Linked DNA regions of Mus musculus: all the other regions are linked to region 2. A link is a contact called in public Hi-C and HiChIP or PLAC-seq data. All regions are on one chromosome and are shown on one strand. The core of a region is the stretch at or near the end of the contact, and the rest is flanking DNA. Distances in the headings are between cores, read along the strand shown.

Region 1 (2,858 bases), core at 329-2,828, 670 kb after region 2:
GCCTTAAAAATAACATGGAAGTCCCGGGTCTGAATACTGAAAGACTTTAAATATAACAGCAAAAGCAGAAGTCTGGGAAGTTTAAACCTATTTCCTCTTCCTTAATCCCTTGGAGAGAGAGAGAGAGAGAGAGAGAGAGAGAGAGAGAGAGAGAGACACGCACTGGCTAGCTGGAGCCTCCAAGCCAGAGCCTCCAATCTTTCGCGGGAGGCATTGGCTCTTTGCGGTTGCCCTGTCGCCAGGTGAGAGCTGTCTGCGGTGGGGTAAGCACTCCAGTGAAGCCAGCTGACCTTCACTGACTCTGGGGAGAGATCCTGAAGAGTCTGAGAGAAGACTCCTTAAGACTCTGAGAGAAAGAAGAAAAAAGGTGAAGCCCCGAGAGAAGCCCAAGCCTCAAGGAAAGCTAGCAGTGAGTTAAGGAACAGGCGTGATTCTCCAAGGTAATTATGTAAAAAAAAAAGAAGAAAGCCTAGGAGTTCTAAATGGCTGCAACTTGGAGTTTACTCTGTCTAAGGTGAGTGTTCAGTGTTTGGTTTGTGCTTCTCGCAAGGTTTCTCTCCCCCTCCCCTTTACGGTTTTGCCCACCCTCAATTTGAAAAGGCAGCTTGCTCCGCCCGCCAGACCTAGCTAGCAACCCTTCTCTTCCCTGTCATCCTCAGCCCCTCCTAATTAGCGCTGCACCCCGCCCCCACCCCAGCTCCTGGGACCCCGAGTTCTCTTTTCCTCTAGTAAGGAGCAGCTGTGTTTATCCCTGCACCCCGCAAATTCATCCTGTGCTTATTTCACCAACGCTGCTGTGGTGCTGCTGTCCAAAGAACACACCTTTCCAGTTATCCCAACAGCCACGTCTCGCTCCAGTGGTTCAGGGAAAGCAGAGGGAACTCTTGAGCTCTCAAAACTGAGCCCACTCCGCTGGGTATCTCCCTTCCCTTCCCCTGACAAACGATCCCGTCGCTTCTTCCCATCCCTAGTTCTGTTTACGGAAGCCTAGGGCCGCCTGCGGTTGCATTGCTCTCCCTATGGTTTTTGGAGGCTGGAGGTAGTGTGTCGCGGTCCTGCAGCACGCTAAGGACTGTTGGAGCAGATCTAAAGGATCTGGAGGCTCCCGGAGCGGGTGACAGGAGAGTGCCCCCTCCCCCTGGGCGGGTGGGGGTAGGGAGGCGAGAAAGGGACTCGGGGAAGGAGGCAGGGAGGCAGCTGCAGTGCTGTGAGGGGTGCGTGCGCGTGTGCCAAGCTTGCCCGCCGCCTCCTGGTTCAGTCTGCGATCTTCGGTGCGTGGGACCCTGGGCCCCAAAGGCTGGGAAGCAGGAGCAGCACCCCTCACCCTAGCCTCTGGTCCTCAGGGCGCCTGGCGGTCCTTAGAGCCAAAGCTCTCAGGGCGGGGCGCAGGACCCGGGCCGTGCTCCCCGCCCCCGCTCCTTGTGCCCAGCCTGGCTCCTTCTCCATTGAGTTTTCCCGAAGCGGGCGCCCATCAATGGTCCTGCTTGGGGATGCACACGCAGCTCACGGCCGGAGGGGGGTAGCAGCCGCCGCCTCCAGGTACTGGCCCTCCTGGGTCTCCGCCACCACCCGCTGCTGCCACTCAAACCCCAGGCGCACTGAGGTCCTGGCCATGGGGCTGCTGAGGCTGCCTTTGCTGGTGTGAGAAGGGGCAACGGAGCCTCCAGGCTCTGGGGTCCCCAAGCTGCCTACATGGATGTCTTCAGCTTTGTGAAGATTCCAAAGCTTTCCAGGTAGGGACCGCGCGGGTTTTCTTTGCACCTAGGGCTTCCGCAGAAACTTGGTGCTTTATTTTTCTGGGGGCTGGAAAGAGCAAAAGCTTAAAAGAGCAGCCAGGCTTAAGGTAGGACCAAAAGAAAAGGACCCGAGGCTGCTGCCTTCAACTTATTTCTCCCTTTCTGATGGGGTTTTATAGCCCCCAAAATAGAGCACACACACACACACACACACACACACACACACACACACACACTGACACAGACACACAGACACCACCACCCCCACCAGATATTCAGCACAGCTTGTTTTCCCTCAGAAAAAGCCACAGTGGGGATTAGGGGTCACACTCTATGTTAAGGGTCAAGAGATGATGGTTGAAATCGATTTTACTAGGGAAAACCAGAAGTATTTCGAGCTTAGGTACTTGATTTCCAAACAGCAAGGACCCAAAAACCCCCTTTCCCTACCCCTAAATTAGTCCTCTATGCCCTGGAAAAGTCAGTTTGAAGGTTGACCCGGATGTTTCCAGCAGGGACCCAGATGGCAAAGTCATGGAGGTAGAAGAAAAAGGCTTTCAGCCATTCTTTGGGTAACTGTGGAAATAAATCTAAAGCCTTGGAGATTTAGAAATTTGCTTCTAAGTAGCTGTGTTATGATTGAAACTAAAGCGGAATCATCAAATCAGGAAGATTCCTTTCCCCAGCAGTGTCGATAAGAGAATAGTAACATTGCCTGCCACTTTGTGGCTACCTAAGTAGTATCTGGTCAGAGTACTCATTTATTCCCTGCCCTGCTGTGCTTCCAAAATCTTCACTGTACACAACAAGTCAGGTCTTGTGCTTGGGGCAATAACTGAGAGAGGTGGGCAGGAGAGGTGTTGGGAAACTATGTCTTCCTACTTCTTTGCAAGACTCTGGCAGACCCTGTGTCTTGGAGGTCTAGGGCAATAACCCCTATCAGATAAGCACTTTTTAAGATCAAGTATCATGCTATACTTTCCTTTATTCTATGGGATAAGAGTAAAATGTGTTGATTGCATAAAAAAGATGAACAATCTCAAAAACCCGAGGCAGAAAAATATGTTGACTTGGTTTGCCCAGTCCTATCAGAGGCACTCACAGCCCTCAGGTTTGGATAGT
Region 2 (2,721 bases), core at 46-2,545:
CCCCGCAGGCCGCCCTCGGCGCCCATCTCGCTCCCGCAGCCACCGATCAGAGCTGGGTCCAGGCTGCGCGTCTGGCGCAGCTTCCTTTTGGAGAATCCCTTGGCCGAGGCCGTGCCGCCCGACGCGGGCGAGGAGCAGGAGAAGACACTGTGCAGCAGGCTCTGCGCGGACATCTCGGCAGGGCTGGGTCTGAAGGCCACCTTCTTGTCTTCCCTCCTAGATAGCGGGAGACTGTGACCTGAGAAAACAAGTGGCCAAAGTAGAGTAGGGGAAAACTGCCAGGCGGGGCTCGCCGAGGAAGGTAGAAAGCAGTGCCCCGTTCACGCGCCACCAGCGCACTCCAAGTGTCCCTGCGGAGGCAGAAACAGGAGCTCCATCCCCAGCCTTTTGGGAAACAAGAGGTCCAGGTCCCTTTACCGTCTCTAGAATCTTCCTCAGGAGTCCAAGTCTCAAAGAGGCTAAGGAAGAGGAGGAAGGAGGTCAGTGACTAGCTGAGATCTCAGCTCCAACCCGCCAGCGCCACTCCCCCTTCCCAGCTGAAGGCGGGAGACACTGCGCTTCGGCTCTCTGGCTCCGGACAGCCTCGAAATCACCAGCAAGCTCCTCCTCGTGGCCTGAGGACAATCCCGAGGGCTAGGGAGGAGGCTGCCTGAGAGTCCGCCCTGAGCGGATCCTTGGTGCTCCCGGCGCAGTGAAAAGTCCTCTGGAGCACCCCAGCTCAGCTGTCCGGCTGCGCCCCCAGTGCACCTTCTTGGTAACTTGGGGACCGCGGCTGTGCTTTGGGGGATCAGCTGGGTTGCTAAGTCCCCCTTTCTGATTGACGAGGCTCCAAAGTGTCTCCAAGTTCACGTTCCCGCGCAGTCCCGCTGTTGACTCAGTGGGACACCATATGTGCTGCGTCCCGGGCCTTCCAAGCACTGAGCGACAACGGTGTCAAAGAACTCCCCCGCTGCGCTCAGCACTACTCAGAAAGGTCTGCGCTCAGAAGACAGTCTCTGAAGCGAGTATCCGTGTTCCTCTAGAAGAGCGACACTTGATATTTGCTGCCAACCTTGGTTGGGCCCAGAGCTGGCTCAGAGATGTCCCAGCACCCTCGCGCCAGAGGCAGCGGGGAAAGGGGTGGCCCGTCCCGGGTAAGGCCAGAAGAACGCAGGGTCTGGAGCCGGGGCGGAGCCAGAAGCAGGAGAATGCAGAACGTGAACTTTTCCAGGCGCCAAACCTGGGAAGTAGCTCAGAGAGCCAGCAGCTGGTCTCTGATACCCGGCCTCTAGGGAGAAAGTCTTGAGGACGGAAGTGCGGACCTACTCCCCCCCCCCCCGACTCCCCTCCCCCCAAGCCAGGGGCTCGCGGTCTCCACACACGTTTCTGCAAAAGGAAGGGGAGTGTCAGATTGCACCCCACCCACTGGTGTCAGACCCGCAGCTCTGGACGGTTTTTCTGAACTTAGAGTTAAATCCCCTGCTTTCTTTTCTCCCACCCACAACCCCGCCTTTTTATTTTTTATTTTTTGGTGGAGAGTCCTCGCGTGTCAGGGTCCTGCGCACGTGTGTAGATATGTTCTATGTAGGAGAGGTGAACAGAGCTTGGTCCGGGTGGAGACTGACACCAACTAAAGTTAACTGGCCTCCGGGGTCGCCCCAGAAAGCTCCTGAGCACAGGGCTCAGCTGCCAAATCTTGGGTAACTGATAAACACAGAAGTCATAGTCAGCAGTCCAGGCTTGGAAACGGACCTGAAGCAGTTTCTCTCACTTGCCCACTCATGGAATCTATAAATCTATAAAGCCTTGCCTGCCTCTCCTGGGGCTTTCTGATGTCACACTTAAATTTTGCTAGGCATCTTAAAATCATCTCTGCAGGGACTGCAGGGATTGGTCCGAATGTTGGAAATAAGTGACTTCTTGTGGTTCTGTTTGTTCAAAACCAAAATATGTGGGAGTGATGATAACTGACTACAAATAAAAAATGAAACGTCATTTCTTTTAAAAGCGTATAACGGAGTTATTAATACGAGTGTTTGACACAAGCCTTGTGTAAATACCAGCAACTGCTCAAGTTTTATTTATAGAAGCGCTTATACCTTTGATGCTGGATGCAGAGGTGGGTTACTTTACTGTGCCTTTTGACAATGCCACCTTGAACTTCCTAGGTGATTTACTATCCACTACTCAATAGTTTGTATTTATTGATTAGGAGAAGGCAGGTCATGGAATCTAATTAGCAGGAAAATTTATCACCTACACAAAAGTATGGGACATCCTACTCTGATTCCTCCTGTAGCCTGTATTTCTCTTTGCGAATGCAGGAGGCAGCACTCCTGTGTTAGCTTGAATGGAAATAACCTTCTGGGTAAAGATGATTTGTTTAAGGGTTTGTTTGTTTGTTTCGTTGGGTGTTTTGTGGTGTGTGTGTCTGTGGGGGGAGGGCAGTAGGGGGTGACTGTCCTGGCTAGTTTTATGTTAATTTGATATAAGCTAGAGTCATCAGAGAGGAAAAATCCTCAGTTGAGAGCAAATGAGAAAATGCCCCCATGAGATTGGGCTGTAGGCAAGACTGTGGGGCATTTTTTTATTTAGTGATTGATTCTGGAGCACCATGCCCCACTCCCACCCCCTGCTCCACCCTCCCTCCTTCTGCCTGCTGATTGTGGTCAGGGAGATAGATCTCTAGGCTGGTAGTTCTGGGTGCTATAAGCAAGCAGGCTGAGCAAGCCATGTAGAGCA
Region 3 (3,095 bases), core at 76-2,575, 530 kb before region 2:
TGGTAACAATAATTTTATACTTGCGAGGATCATCAGAACATGAAGATCTGTATTAAAGGGTTGGAGCTTTGAGAGGTTAGAACCACTGCCTTAGAAGAAGTTGTACCACTTGGACCGACAATGCTCCCCACAAGAACCAAAGACTAGCAAAAAACCAGACTATCACTGAAGAGGGGGCATAACACTTTAAGATCCAGAGTACCAGGAAGTCTGCTGTGGACCAACGCTCCTAGAAATGTCTTCATAAAGAAGACCTAAACAATGGTCACATTAATATGAAAGGGGGCCATTTTCATGGGGTCCCACAGAACTCAAAGCAGGAACCTGAAGCCACCAAGGAATCAAAAGCCATGGAGGCCATGGAGGTACACCACATACTGGCTTGCTTGGTCCCATGGCTCACTTTGCTTTCTTAATATAAGCTAGCCCATCGGTGGTACCGGATACAGATATGGAGAAAATGTCCCCATAGGCTTGCCCACTGGGCCGTCTGATGAAGACAGTGACTCCATTCAAGTTAACAAAAACCTAACCAATACAATAACCATCTCCTATCTGCTGGTTTACCCTACACAAGTAATATAAAAACGTACTTTGTGTAATATGAAATATACTACTTAGATGAAGGCTGTGAATTCCATGGAGTACACTCACAACGGTTGCCAGAGTCCTTGAAAGGACTAGGCGGTGGAAGTTTAAGTGCGTCTACTTAATTATAGCACTTTATTCCACAAATAAGCACAAATATCGCTTGTTCATTAAAAAATACAAGTTGAGCGGGCGGTGGTGGCGCACGCCTTTAATCCCAGCCTTCAGGAGGCAGAGGCAGAGGCAGGCGGATTTCTGAGTTCGAGGCCAGCCTGGTCTACACAGTGAGTTCCAGGACAGCCAGGGCTACACAGAGAAACCCTGTCTCGAAAAACCAAAAAAGAAAAAATACAAGTTGACCTTTCAAGAACCTAAGGAGATGACTTAGAAAAACACAGCGACGTGCCTTACCCCTCGGAAGCGACACCCCGCGGTTCCCTAACTTCTCACCCTGAGCGGCTTACCGGCCGGCCGGCGGAGTTAAAAAACACCGCCTGGCCCGTAGGGGCGGAGACGGAGAGAAGGCTCGGGCGCCTATAGGCCGCGGAGCGAGAAGGGGTGGACCGACCCGCCCTTAAACACACCGCCCCGCACGTAGGGGCGGAGACGGAGAGAAGGCTCGGGCGGCTCGAGGCCTCGGAGCGGAAGGGGGTGGGAGCGATCCGCCCGACCTGACGACCGTTCCTCTCCTCAGCGCGAGCTTGCCTCGTGCTCCCGGAAGTCCCGCCTTCGGAACAGGAAGTAACGGCGCCCGAGAACGCCGGCTGTGACCGGACGTTAGCGGTGACCCCGCGTGAGGAAAAACCGCGGGTGCAGCCGAGCGACTTCGGCTGGGCGGTTCGACGCGCTCGCGGCCGCGCCGCGCGGGACAAGTCGGAGCGGAGACTTGGGGGCAGGGCGGCGCCCGGGTTCGGCTGGAGCCGGCGGCTGCCGAGTGAGTTCGGCTGGGCAGGTTGACGCGCTCGGGGCCGCGCGGCGCGGGACAGTCGGCGAGGTGACTTGGGGACAGGACGGCGTCCGGGTCCGGCTGGAGCCGGTGCACTGTGCAGACCGCGGTGCCGGTGGGACGCGCATAGACGGGAAGGCAACACTGGTGGCTTCCTGCCCTTCGCCGCTCCTTGCCTCCCGTTTTGGTGACTTTTTTTTTTTTAACCTTCCTATTTTCCCTGAGGCGCCTGCCCTACTGGGAACACGGGTTCGAGGCTAGTTCAGTGTATTTTCCCTTGGACCCCACCATCAAGACTACACCCGTCTTCACGACGTGGTTGCATCTTACAAGTTTCCAGACTCTGGCACGGGTCCCCAAATGGTGGCATAGGCTTCAAGGTATTTTCCCAATGGAGGCACTGTTTTCAAAGTGTCCCCTCACCACCCCCCACCCCCACCCCCGAACCAGTGCCCTACCTCTTACTCTCCCAAGGGATGGTGAAAAAAAGCCAGGGCCAGCCAGGATCAGAATAACAAGGGGATATCAACTGTTTAGCCTCCACGTTTTAATCTGATTTCTTGCTTTGGCAGCTGGGTATTTTAGATTGGGAGTGACCCCTGTGATTCCAGCCATGGGTGCCTCAGCATCTTCTCCTGCTACTGCAGTAAACGCCTCGAATGCTTCAGATGGTCAGCCAGCTTCACCACCTTCAGGATGCCCGATGCATAAAGGGCAAAGGAAAGGTAACTTGCCTGTCTCGAAAATTAAAAGAAAGCTAGTGATTCTAGAGCGGTGGTTCTCAAACCTTCCTAATGCTGGACCCTTTGACCCAGTTCTGCACGTTGTGGTGACTCAACCACAACATTATTTTCCTTTCAACGTCATTACTGTAAGTTTGCTTCTGTTCTGACTCGTCATGGAAATATTGTTGGAGATAGTGCGTTGCCAGAGGGGTCAACCCACAGGCTGAGAGCCACAGTTCTAGAGTTGTAGCTTGGTAGTGAGGCTTGCAAAGCGGGACTAAGGCACTCTGGGGCTGGTCCAATTTGGCTGCTCACTAGATATTATCATAAACAATTTTTTTTATATCTCACAGTCTGTCATCTATGCAATTTTTCCTTAAATCAGCCTTGTCTTTCCAAAGTTTACCAGTGCCTACATCAGTGGCTTTCAGCTATGCATGTAAAGAGCCATCATTGAATACATATTTTGGTTCTCACAACTGAGAGGAAATGGTTCTGCTGACATAGACTGGGGTGGTATTAGATAGTGCTAAATAGACATCATACAGCCTCAGACATGGAGTCTTTGGTCCATAAATAGTAAGGGTGCCAGAGCTGAATAAACCTCGGTGTAGCTGTTTGAAATACACTACTCCCATATCTGTTAAGGTCTTCATCTAGGTCAAAATCAGCCTTCACCAAGTGAATTTATAGAGCATTATGTCAGTGCTAGGCTGGAAACAAAACAGTTCTTTAATGAGTGCATGTCTGCTGTAGACAGTTGAGACCGGGACAGTGTTGTATGCTTACTGAATGTGCATGTTGTTGGGTCCTCATGCTTCCAGTGTCACCATTCC

Evidence for each region. Hi-C and Micro-C count contacts between places; a contact is called where the count stands out from the background. HiChIP or PLAC-seq counts read pairs in DNA pulled down with a chosen protein or histone mark.
Region 1: an H3K4me3 HiChIP or PLAC-seq map of embryonic stem cells shows a contact between it and region 2, with 6 times the contacts expected there. The contact joins the promoter of Frmpd4 here to the promoter of Arhgap6 in region 2.
Region 3: a Hi-C map of LSK cells shows a contact between it and region 2, with 4 times the contacts expected there. The contact joins the promoter of Hccs here to the promoter of Arhgap6 in region 2.

What each region holds. Positions count from the first base shown.
Region 1 is chrX:168,121,661-168,124,518 of GRCm38.p6, reverse strand. It overlaps Frmpd4 (FERM and PDZ domain containing 4), which reads left to right and starts at 1,578. Exons shown (of 17, transcript NM_001368936.1): 1 at 1,578-1,733. The coding sequence starts at 1,693.
Region 2 is chrX:168,793,673-168,796,393 of GRCm38.p6, reverse strand. Arhgap6 (Rho GTPase activating protein 6) reads right to left here and starts at 1,295. Exons shown (of 13, transcript NM_009707.4): 1 at 1-1,295. The coding sequence starts at 173.
Region 3 is chrX:169,318,602-169,321,696 of GRCm38.p6, reverse strand. Hccs (holocytochrome c synthetase) reads left to right here and starts at 1,325. Exons shown (of 7, transcript NM_001331049.1): 1 at 1,325-1,721; 2 at 2,107-2,259. The coding sequence starts at 2,148. Gm15246 (predicted gene 15246) reads right to left here and starts at 1,302. Exons shown (of 6, transcript NM_001361166.1): 1 at 1,000-1,302.